Regions from separate parts of the Mus musculus genome. Here region 2 is linked to region 1. A link is a contact called in public Hi-C data. All regions are on one chromosome and are shown on one strand. The core of a region is the stretch at or near the end of the contact, and the rest is flanking DNA. Distances in the headings are between cores, read along the strand shown.

The links. A called contact is a pair of places that touch in the nucleus more often than the background predicts.
Region 2: a contact with region 1 is called in a Hi-C map of the G1E-ER4 cell line, with 4 times the contacts expected there. The contact joins two enhancer-like sites. A contact is called at or near these places in 2 of 484 Hi-C or Micro-C datasets (the G1E-ER4 cell line and nephron progenitors) and 2 of 115 datasets of contacts at active chromatin or transcription factors (CD8 T cells and large pre-B cells).

What each region holds. Positions count from the first base shown.
Region 1 is chr15:62,817,159-62,823,039 of GRCm38.p6, forward strand. No RefSeq gene overlaps it. Among named protein-coding and RNA genes, the nearest start is that of Gm22521, 27 kb to the left of the region's middle. Within about 2 kb of position 1,418, at least 7 of the 459 cell types and tissues checked have an H3K27ac peak or open chromatin away from gene starts, as enhancers often do. A contact at or near this core is called in the G1E-ER4 cell line, where this site is marked.
Region 2 is chr15:63,336,581-63,343,304 of GRCm38.p6, forward strand. No RefSeq gene overlaps it. Among named protein-coding and RNA genes, the nearest start is that of Gm41335, 17 kb to the right of the region's middle. Within about 2 kb of position 4,596, at least 71 of the 459 cell types and tissues checked have an H3K27ac peak or open chromatin away from gene starts, as enhancers often do. A contact at or near this core is called in the G1E-ER4 cell line, where this site is marked.

The sequences.
Region 1 (5,881 bases), core at 168-2,667:
GGAGAAGAAAAATCAGTTTTCTTCAATGGGTGGTACTGAGTATATCAATCACACTCCAGGGCAAGACACATGTTCAGGACCAACATGCTAACACAAACTAGACTTCATAGTTTGGTTGTTTATTAAAAAACAACATGATGTTGATTGTAGAGGAAGGTAGTGCAGAATCTATAAGGAGTTGGGCAAGGGGAATGAATATGATTAAAATACATAAAATTATCAGAGACAAAAAACCCCATTATTTTAAAAGTTGTTTCTGTAAAAAGTATTCTAAAAAGAACTCATGCCCATTGGTAATAATACCCCTCCCCCCAAAAAAATCCCACTGAAAGAAGGAAAGATGTATAATTTAGTTTCAGGAGATCCTGTGCATGATGAGTATGCATAATAGCAGGAACAGCTCACAACTGTGTCTACAGAAGCTTGTTCTCATCATACTGGATTGGGAAGCAAGAGATGGGTTCAGAAGTAGAACCAAACTGTGAAGCTCAGGAGTTCCCCGATTCATCCTCCAGGCTCCACCTTGGAAAGGTCCCACATCTCCCCAAACAGTACCTATGTGAAATGTTTAAGCACATGACCTTCTGGAAACATTTTACATGCCAGTTAAAATAATTTTGCATGCATTTACATATAGCAGTGTACCAACTAAGGAAATTAAATGTAAAAGTCATGCATGGATTATCATGGTCACTGATGATCACCTATAGACAAAATGACAACATACAAAAAGGATACATTTTCATAACCTACTATTTTTAGGCAGATAATGCCATGCTTGACTGCAGTACCTAAAATTATGTATTCATTTTCATAGACAATTTTGTTAGTACATTTGCATATGTGTACCTAGTTTTCCATTTGATTATGACCTCATAAGTGACTCTTATTTTTATTTGATTATTATGATCTTGGGATTGTTGCTGTAGTTAGAGAAGTAAAAACAATATGTACCAATCATTGTTTTATTTATAGGAATAAAATATAATTACATCATTTCCCCCTCCCCACTCCACCCTCCAAAACATCGCATATTACCCTCCTCCTTGAAATCTTTCAATTTATGGCCTCTTTTCCCTGCATATACACATAGGTATATGGATATACACATATATTCCTAAATCCAACCTGTTCCTTCTGTGCAATGTTACTCATATGTACCTCTGGATCACCTTTAGTGCGTTATTTGAAACAGGTGTGTTCTCATTGTTAAGATGGCAACTTAGAAGAAATTCAGAGAATTCTTCTGGGAGCAGGGAAACTGTGCTTTTCCACAGAACTAACTCATAGTGAAAGCCAGTCTAGCTCTGTTAATGGTTCAAGAGACAAATTATTCTGTATGAAATACAGATCAGCCACCCTCATATGTGGGGATGAGGGCCAATGGTTTTCACATTCTGACCAAGAACTATGAGTTCCAGTGAAGAAGGGAGGAAGCCTGGTGGAAAGGCCGCCACACAGGAAGCAGGGTGCTTCCCTAAGTCCTGTATGGCTTCTAAGCCCTGGAACCCAGTCAAGACACTTAACTTCTTGATCTCAAATTTCCTAACTTTCAAAATTAAAGGGTCAGTTAGATTTGTGTCTTTGTACTTCATAAAGCAGTGGATTCCTAGATAAAATAAAATATCTCAATTCACACATAAAGGGTAGACCTGAAGGGAGGAGTTGTGGTTGAAGTGAGGGACTCTGCACTGTCATTTGATCCCTGACAGAAGTTCTAAAGCCCTTCCTGGGAGGTGAGGACTCTTCAGAACAGCCTGGGGATTACAAGAGTTTTTTCCTTCTTCTACAGTTCTTTTTTACCTACTCCAGAGAACTCATGATCCTGTACATTTTTATTCGCACACTCAGTAATACACTGGATTATAATAAAGATAACAGCAACCACAACAGAATGTGCTCTTTTGACTTTTCTTTTTATTTCTTTTTTAAAATTAAAAAAAATTATTAGATATTTTCTTCATTTACATTTCAAATGCTATCCCAAAAGTTCCTTATACCTTTCCCCCGCCCTGCTCCCCTACCCACTCACTCCCACTTCTTGGCCCTGGCTTTCCGCTGTATTGTACTGACAAAAGGATGGACCATCCAGAGATTGCCCCACCAGGGGGTCCATCCCATAATAAGCCACCAAATGCAGACACTATTGCATACGCCAGCAAGATTTCGCTGAAAGGACCTTGATATAGCTGTCTCCTGTGAGGCTTTGCCAGTGCCTGGCAAATACAGAAGTGGATGCTCACAGTCATCTATAGGATGGAACACAGGGCCTCCAATGGAGGCGCTAGAGAAAGTACCCAAGATCTGAAGGGGTCTACAACCCTATAGTTAGAACAACAATATGAACAAACCAGTACCCCCCGGAGCTCGTGTCTCTAGCTGCATATGTAGCAGAAGATGGCCTAGTTGGCCATCATTGGGAAGAGAGGCCCCTTGGTCTAGAATGTGCTCTTTTAAGTAATCATGTATTCTGATAGCAGTAATAGTTAAATGATTTACATATTAGATAATTCTTGGGGATGGAGGTGGAGTCTTATTCTTCTCAGCCCTACTCACTGGGATGGGAGACACCACAACAAAATAATTATGCAAGTGATTCAATGTGTTTGGGTTATATGGCTCACTGTTGATGTTCACAGCTCTCCCACGACTATAGTTAAGTTCCGTGAAGGAAAAGCCAGTGTCTCCATCTTACTTCCCCCAGTGAATTGAGATTTTCATTAATGTCTAATAACAGAAAACACCCTATATATGTCAAGAGACTGATATAAAAACTAATTAATCTAGCCAGGCAGTGGTACACACACCTTTAATCCCAGCACTTGGGAGGCAGAAGCAGGCAGATTTCTGAGTTCGAAGCCAGCCTGTTCTACAGAGTGAGTTCCAGGACAGCCAGGGCTATACAGAGAAACCCTGTCTCAAAAGATGAAAACAACAACAACAACAAAAAAGTATTCTGTACTTTCTGTATCAACTGTTAAATCCATACAAGACAGCTGTTATGTTATCAAGAACGTGTAGGAGGAAAACTGATCCAATTGGATAGCTATGGACTAAAATCATCTAGCAGTATCCCAAACTATCCAAAATATCCAAAATATCCCCAGCCCAGAAGTGCCACTTATACATTAACTTCTCCTACCCTCAGTGGTTCACATTTATAAAATATTAGTTACATAAATTCTAAAGGTTTTTTTCCTAGTGTGTCTATAAATCTATTATTAAAATACCAAAAAACCCTAAAAGTTTTTCTTAAAAATACTTAATAACTATTTTAAATGGCTATATTCTAAATGATGTCTCCATAGGAAACTCTCATAATTCTCCCAGCCCAGCTTCTCAAAGGCTACAAAATGACATAAGGTGACCTCCTTTTCATCAATCAAATAGTGCCCCAGTCCTGGTGTATTCACTTTTTCTGTTATATTATATGAGGCTGAATAACAAACAGAACAACAACAACAAAGACCAAGAGTGATAATGATGAGGGGGAGACAGAAAAAGAAAAAAGACAGACAGACATACAAAGAGGCGTGGATACCTGGTGAGAAATATGAGATGTAAGTATTGGCAGAGTCATCACTGTGGGAGCACTGGAGCATTGTAGAAACTTGTAAGATTTTATCAAAGAGGGTAGTCTAAACATATGATCCTAATCAGGGCTGTTTGTGGGGAAGGAAGCAGAGCCCAACACTTCCAATGCAGCCACAGCATAAGCCTCACATCATAACTTACTTGTACCAAAAAGTGAAATAAAGGTTTCTGTACATTTTACAGTTTGTTCAGGATCTTCTACATAGGAAGAATTACCTCTCGGGCTTGTGATACAGCTATTTTTGACACTTGAGACTGCTACAGAATTCCTTTTAGAAGAATATTTTTTGGAGTAAACATTTCACACTTTCCTCTGCTCCCTTTTCTTCTTTCAAGTGGGGACACCATTAAATATCATGCATCTTCCTTTGATTCTGCTGAGAATAGGTATGGATATTTTCCTGTTCTCCAATCCCTGCTGCTTTGTTAGAAATGGAAACTCTTTCCCAAATACCCACCATTTACTTGGAATGCATCCAGTATAAAATATGGATAAAGCATCCTTATTCTTGCTTATCATGGTGACCAAGTACTTATCAGCTATGCAATCTAAATCAACTCATTGTCCACCTTCATTTTTTCCATGAAATGGAGGCTGTTTTGATCTAATGATTTGACAAACATTAACCCCTAAGCCAATGTCAATTGTTACTGTTCTTAGTAATATTAAGCATCAAGCAAAACAACCACAAATTTAAAGGCATATGGTGTACAACTGCTTATTAGCCCAATTAATTTTGGGTGAAGGACTTGATGTTCTATTACCAAGGGTGGTGTTGTACACACTAGGTTGTTGTATGGATTGGGGAAGTCATTTTAAATTAGGCACATTGAAAATCACCAACCTAGTAAAATTCTTGAAGTTTCCCAGTCTCAGGATTGAAAACCAGTAACCCAATGTCTATTGATAAGCCATCAACCTAATACATTGTTTTTGAGAAACTTAAGGTACTTTCATCTCTACTCTGGTTTTAAATCATTTCCTTGTGGTCTCATACTAATTTCTTAGCACTACATGGTGAGAAAGATCATTTCAATACTGACTGTTACAATAGACCTTCTAGGGGATTCTAACTGTTGGACCATTCTACTTTCTAAATTAATCAATTCTAATGTGATGTGTCTGCATCGGTGGTTTCATTGACCAGTAAGAGGACAGTCCCTTACCAGGAGCTCTGTACCCCATTTGCTCACATAGTCATTCTGTTCACAAGGATATCACATATTTAGTTTTGCAAGACCTTGGCCTTTACTCTGATTAGACCTCCAGTCAAAAAGTTCTTCCATTTCCTGTGGGTATTTCTTAAGCTTAGCAAACACTTTACCATATTGACTTCAGTCTTTAAGCTTTCTTTCAAAAGTTTGGAACATTTGCAGTTATTAGTGTTCATACTGTCTAATGTGATACACTGGTAGGATTTTTTTTGGGGGGGGGTATAGTAATTTGGATCAAATGGTGGTGGAGAAAAGTTCCTTCTTAAATGTCTGGAAGATGCTAGTCCACTCTACCTGCTTCTTGTTTTTCCTCTTTTTTTTATCATGCTTTAAGAGATTTTTGCATATGTGTTTCCATTTGCTTACCTCCCAGTCTATGCTGATTTTCTCTGCATGTAAATTCTTAGCAGCCAATAGAACTTCAGTGACACCCATTCCATCAATTCTATGCAATCTGTGATCTTTATAACATCTGGCAAGCTTTGAACACTCTTGATCATCTGCCTCCTTAAGATAACTCTTTGAATTGCCTAATCCCATAACTTCCCTTTTCTATGACTTTGGACACAGCCTGTCCCAATCATCCTATTTGACATCTAGACCTTTAGAACTCAGGTTTCCTCAGGGACCTTGAACCCTCTTGGTTGAAGGCTTCTACTTATTTTATGTGATAGATGATTCATTAACACCTCAGAGACTATGAATTTCAGACTCACATTGCAAAATTAAGTCTCTTCTATTAAGATCGAGATCCCTACCTAGATATCCAATCACTGGTATAGCATAGATGTCTGAGTGTTTCATAGATAACTCCAAGCCAATGTACCCAAACACCCCTCCCAGTTATCAGCTATATATTTCTCTGGTCATTATCTCACTAGATAGCATTTCCAACTATCCATCAATCATATTGGGCATCTCCTTCATCCTCAAGGGTATATCCAATTATTAGTAAAATATCAGCATAACATTCCCTCTAAATCTGGTTACATAGTTAGAACTTTGTGGTCATAATTTTGTTTCAAAATACCATGGAATCTCCAAAGTATTCTAACTAGTTTTCACCCATCTG
Region 2 (6,724 bases), core at 3,346-5,845, 520 kb after region 1:
CATTACAACCTGTTTTAATTTGGGTACATTTGTAGGACAATTGACAATTCCCTGTCTTTATAGGTACATATTAACCAGTAAAAACAAACAAACAAACAAGCAGACTGCTTTAATTAAAATGTTTCTCTTATTAGTTCAGTCTAAAATTGTTGTCATGTCAGGTATGTCAAGGACTATCATCACTAAAATTTTCAGGAAACACAGTAGAGGAAACATTTTTTTTGAAATGTAAATTCTGGCTTCTTTGGAGACTCAGTTGTGTCATGTAATGTTTTTCTGGAAACTGTCTCATGAGAGGATGTTTTCGTTGGAGCAGACATGTGGGAGGACATTTTGCTGAGAACAGACATGGTGTTGTTCTGGAAGCTGCCTGGAATAAAGGGCATATGATGTTTTGCTAGAGCAGACTCTTCAGAGAACACATGTTTGGAACAGGTATTATTAATGTAACCCAGAGTGGATGATGCTGTGTGGCATTGGTTCACCTTTCCATTCTTTGCTGGTCTTCATTGGGTTTTGTTGACACTGATCTCTCATAGAGAGAAATGCACCAAAGAACTTCTGGTGGTGATACGCTGTTTTCGTGCTGCTTTTATGGACTTGGACTGATTGACAGTCTTGTCATTTCTTCTGGATCAAACTTCCTTTGCTGCTTAATGAATGGTGTTTGCCAGTGAATCAATCCAGCTACCTATGTTGATTCATATGAACTGAATTGCTGATATCCTAACACTGAAGATTGGATTAACCTGAAAGAACTATTTTTAAACAGGTTCACATCCTCCATTACCTTTCCTTTTCACTACCTCTGGTGGGTGGTGGGCTGGAAGGGTGGTTAAAGCATTTAAGTACCCTTATTAAAGTAGGTTTTGAAAAAGATAATCCTACATTTGTGCATGTGATAGAGTGTCAACCTGTAAGTCTTAACTGATATGGTAAGATTAAATAGATGATAAATTCTAAGATTTAGTACTCTCCTACCTATAAAAGTATCGGCGTAAGTCTGAGAATCACAGGACTATAGAAGACACAGAGATGGCAATGGGTGTCAAAAAAATAGAGATAAGAAAGAATTTTTCTAAGAATTATTTATTTAGAAGAGGCTAGACTGCACTATCAGGCTTTCCTTACCTACTCATATTATATCTTAAGCTTAAAAAGAGTCTCTTTAACCAGAAATGATTTGAAAAAAAATTGAGTATTACTGGATTATAAAATTGTACTGACTTAGAGAGTAACACTGGTGTGAAAACTATGAGTGGAGGAGCTAGGCAAAATTGTTTGATGTGACAGGTTACAGTGGGGAATAAGAAGTGTCTGCACCCCCTTCTTTGTGAATTGCAACTTTCTAATACAAAGTTTCATTGGAAAAATCAAATATTCAGTTAGGGTCCTAGCAAAGGGAGCTTCTATCAGGGAGCCAAAGGATTCATATACTATATGTTGTATAAACTTCCAGAAATATGAGTTAAGTGTTGGTCAGGGCAGTAATAAACAAAAGTGTAGACAAGTCCATGGAGTCATGCTTAGAGAGATCTAGCCAGGGATGCTTCAACATGTCAAGAAATGTCCATTGGAAAGAATTGGCTAACTCCATTAGCCAAGTTCAAGTAACAAGCTGACAATAAACCAAAGATCAATGTTCTCACTTCTGAATTTATCATAAAAACTTAACATGAAATAATAGAAGGGAAGAAAAAGAGGGAACAGCCGGGCATGGTGGCACATGCCTTTAATCCCAGCACTTGGGAGGCAGAGGCAGGCAGATTTCTGAATTCGAGGCCAGCCTGGTCTACAAAGTAAATTCTAGGACATCCAGGGCTATACAGAGAAACCCTGTCTTGAAAAACCAAAAAGAAAAAAAAAGGGAAGAAAAAGAAAAAGAAAAAGAAAAAGAAAAAGAAAAAGAAGAAGAAGAAGAAAAAGAAAAAGAAAAAGAAAAAGAAGAAGAAAAAGAAAAAGAAAAAGAAAAAGAAAAAGAAAAAGAAAAAGAAAAAAAAAGAAAAAGAAAAAGACTGGGCAACTGATGAAGTGTTGGTTTATCCTTGCATTCTTTTATACATCTAAGTTACCCAACTTAGTGAGAGAGATGTGAAGAGAGGTCTTATTATTGAATCAAGACTAGAATTTTAACTTATATTTACACAGGTTGTATTGTATACTCACAGGATATTTTGTTATAAATTTTTGAAAGATAAAATAAGCAAATGGTTGCTTATAGGTAATTATGTTCAGATTACAATCTGGCAACATTTTCCAGAAGTGTCCTGGACAACTGATCTCAGAAGTCAAATAATATCATTAGATATAATGTTCAAACTGAAGCTATGTTTTTATTGAATTTCATGAGTCATATTCCTTTCCTGTATCAGTTATAAATTTTACTATTATATTCACTTTGCATGATCTTCACTATCTAATTGTGGTCCTAAAGTTGATTGTGTACTATACTCATTGTTAGGGATGGTACGTACAAGTTAAAATTGCTATCCTAAATAAATATATTATTCTATAAATAACTAGAACTTTCTTTTCTAAATTAATATATAAATAAGCATATGTATACCTCTAAAAGCTATTTGCATACTTTTATAATCTGGTGTCATATGGTAAATAAATGAATAAAAGCATGAAATAAAATAAGTAGCATAAACTATTATTGGTGTACTCTGAACAGTAAGTCTCATATTAACATCAAGTTCAAAAGAGAACTTACATCATCTTTAGGAAAGATTTTAGAGGGCACGTAGGTCTTCACTGGAGTCATTTGTAAATTTGTCAGAGAAATTTCATTCACATCACATCAAAATTTCTTAAAACTATTTAAAGAAATCTTATTTAGGTAGTTATTTATTTAACTTATTTATTTAGTTTATGTGTATGAGTGATTTGCCTGTATGTAATTTTTTTCTGTGTGTGTGATGTGTGTGTGTGATATATGTGTGTGTGATGTATGTGTGTGTGTGTGTGCATGTGTAGTACATTATGACATTATGTCTGGTGCTCATTGAAGTCAGGAGTCATATCCACAAAATTCTAATTACAAACATTTGTGAGTTACTACGTAGGTGCTGGGAATTGAACCTGAGTCCTCTGTAAGAGTAGCCAGTGCTCTAAACTGCTGACCTATCCATTTCTCCAGCACCTTACAGCATTTTCCCCATATTTCATCTGACTTTATCACCTAGTTGCATCCAAGAGTTTCTTTGTAAATTCTTAAACTCTGAGAAACTCTGAATGTGTGCAATTTTTCTCCTTCTAGCTTCCCTAATCTGTCAGATATGGGACTTTCTCATAAGGCCCTCACTCCTTATAATGACAATAAAATAACCATTCCCTGCATCTTAGCTCCATCTGTTTACCCTTGCCTCCATCACCATGAGAAAATTGCTGGGATCTTGATTAGTTAGTATTTCTGTCATGTAAGGATACACATAAGCTCATAGAATGGGTGTCTCCATGTGCACTTGAGTCACAGAAAGCATTCAAACAAGAACAGTGCTATCAAGCCTTGAACTAGGCAATAAAATTGGATGTTCATATTATGTACACATCCCTATTGTGCATACTCTCTGATCCTGAATGCTAGGAATTTGGAATCTACATGTTCTGTCACATTCTCTCCTACCTTGGAAATGTAGTTCCTGAAGAAAAGAGCCACACTGAAGCCTAAGGAACCAATAATCAGTTGCTCTTTCTAATTGAGCACTTCTCTTTGCTTAGATTTTGGAAGAAGCATGAAAATGATTTACTGATTTAGGAACTGGGTGGAGTGGACCACAGAAAGACAAATCAAAAACATCTGGAATGAACTATTTGAGAGAGAAACGGGGAGGGAAAAAAAAAGTAGAGCTTTCAAATGAAACGAAGTACAGATGATTTGGCCAAATTCAAGCCAAGCCAAACACTCACATTAAACATTGCACTTGGGTCTGGTTCAATAGCAGGAGCCGGCAAGGGGGAGCCTCAGCCAACACTGCATCAGAGGCACATTGTGGAGGGAGGAAATGAGTTTAGTCAAGCCAGCTGTGACTTCAAAGCCGTGGCTCTCCCAGAGAACAGTGGGAAAGGGTTCCCCCTTCAGTGAAGACTGCAAAGTTCATCCAAAGACAGTCCGAAGGGAACTAACTCTGGGAAGAAGCAAATTGCATTCCACACTCTAAATAATACTTTCCTTGCATGAAGTGGTGGTGACCATCTATTTAAAGAGACAGAAAAAGAATGAGGAAGAGGTGATAAGGAGACGTCTCTGATGCACATTCCAGGACACACAAAACTGGTGTGTCTGTGTTTGCTTTTCAGCAAAGATAGGCATGTCTTTGCATGAGTCATGCTTCCAGCTATGTGAAAGGTGACAACACAGGATTTCTCTTCTGAAAGATTCCCATGATTTCTTTCCCCTCTTTGAACTTCTAGAAAACTAATATTTCTTTCAATGCATTTCCTCAGTAAAATTTTATCAAGAAACCCATGGTGGGTTAGGTGGGGGTAAAACAAAGATAAGCAAGGAGAAGCTAGACATATAAACAAAGGCTTATGGTATTGAACCAGAAGCCCCTGTTAGAGCAATGGTTCCCAGAGAGTAGTCTCCTAAAAGGTGAAAGCAGAGGCAAGAACAGCACTGGGGTAGGAAAGTTTGCAAGCTCTAGCCTCAATGCACTGAATGAGAAGGTGCAGTTGGTTTATTGAGCTCTCCCATTGATTCAGATAAGTCTTAAACCTGGGAAACCACTTTTATAAAATAGAAACAGAGGCTTCTGGAGCAGAGAGCCAGTACTACTGAGCCAAAATGGAGATCTTCTACCATGTACAAATCATGGGCTCATCTCCAGGTTAGAATTCTATAGGTGGCCCTCTGTCAATACACAACCATGAGCCTTTGCTTCTAAGTAAACTGCTAAGATTCAAAGGTAAGGAATTATTTATTCTACACCCTCCCCAGCCTTCTCCTTCCAGCTCAATGACTCTCAACCTGTAGGTCATGACCCCCAAAGACCAATATCTATACTGCTAGTCATAACAGTAGCAAAATTACGTTTGAGGGTCACCACGACATGAGGAACTTTATTTAAAGGGTCACTGCATTCGGAAGGTTGAGAACTCACTGTTCTAGCTAGCTTCAGGTCCAGTTCTTGGATGATACAGCTTTTAGAACTTACTTTGAGACACTAATTCTGAAAGTTTACACTCCTCAGGAAATCTTGGCAAGCATGTATTTGCAAAACTTTCCAACTCTTGAATATTCGAGAAGAATAGTGGTTATCTCCTTGAAGCACTCACTGGATGATTGGATCTCTACTGGATGATTGGATTGGCATCCTTATCAAGGGTTTTCTCTTAGTATGCTTGGGCACCTCCGCTGATGAAGATTGCACTATCTCAGGCTGCAGTTTGCTTCCTTTGAGACAGCTCCTTTTAGAAAGCACTTCCTTCTTCTGGGCTGAGCACTGCCATCATTTCCATTCCATTTGTTAGTTATAATTCTATCCCTTGGGAACTCATAGCAAAGATACTTACATATTAATGTGACATTCTTCAAGTATTTGAAGTTAATAATTATGTAGCATATGACATCAGTTAAACTCACAGACTCTGGAAGCAGACGCCCTACATTCAAATTCTTGTTCTGCCACTTAGAAGTCTGTGACCTCAAGAGAGTTATTTACTTGCTCTTTACTCCTTGGTCTATATTAAAAGATATAATAATACCATTACATCAAAGGGCTTTTATAAGGATTTCAGGAATTAATGTATGCATATAAGCCTGGAATACTGTAAGTGCTCTAAATGTTTTAGCTATTATTAATCATCATCATTACCATAAAGATCTTGTCAATTCTCTGACCTCAGCCACATTTCTAATTCTATATTTATTCACTCTGGGACTTGAATAATTACATATGTTTCAGTGAGATCTCCTAATTTTCATTCTACCCCATCCATAAATGTGAGTGGTCAGTTGGGACCACATGAATTGTCCTGTACACTGTAATTTTAAAAAGGAGTAATGTATATTCCCTCTAGCCTTGGCATTAAAATCTTCTACTCTACTTCAGTTTATCAATTACCTGCAGAAAGAGAAAGGGAAAAGAGATGCCAAGAAGTTACCAAGAAGTAGTAGGCACAAAGGTTGGAAGACTCAGAACTCTAGAGTCAATACGTAAAGGGAAACTCCCTTTAAAAATCAACAAGTTTGTGCATTCCTGATGGCTAGTATGAGCAAGAAATTGCATTTGCTCTGTGAAACCACTGAAATTTTACAGTCTAGGATGATTAATATGATGGCTTCCAAATTTATGTCTCTTGCTCATCTTGTGTTTCTGTACTCTAGAGCCCTGTTTTATTCAGCCTTTCTAAATAAGACCTGCAGTATGGGAAGGGGTACACTAAGGGCTTTTGGAACTAGAGCCTCTATATTGCCATTTCAGTCCTACTAGAGACAAGCTATATGCTTATGGAAAGACTAAATAAACTATTCTAAACTCTAATGCTTATTAGTAAATTAAATATATAGATGTCTGTAAAACATAAAAGCCATTGGTAGATAGTAAATATTTAATAAATGTCAGATAAAATCATAGTTATGACCTCGATACTCTAAATATGCTCTTTCTCAGGCTAATATATAATGCTATTATCCAATAGTTGTTAAATTTTAAACTACCAACCTAATCTTTAATCACGTTTTGGTCATTCTTTTATATTGAATGAGTCATTGATAAGT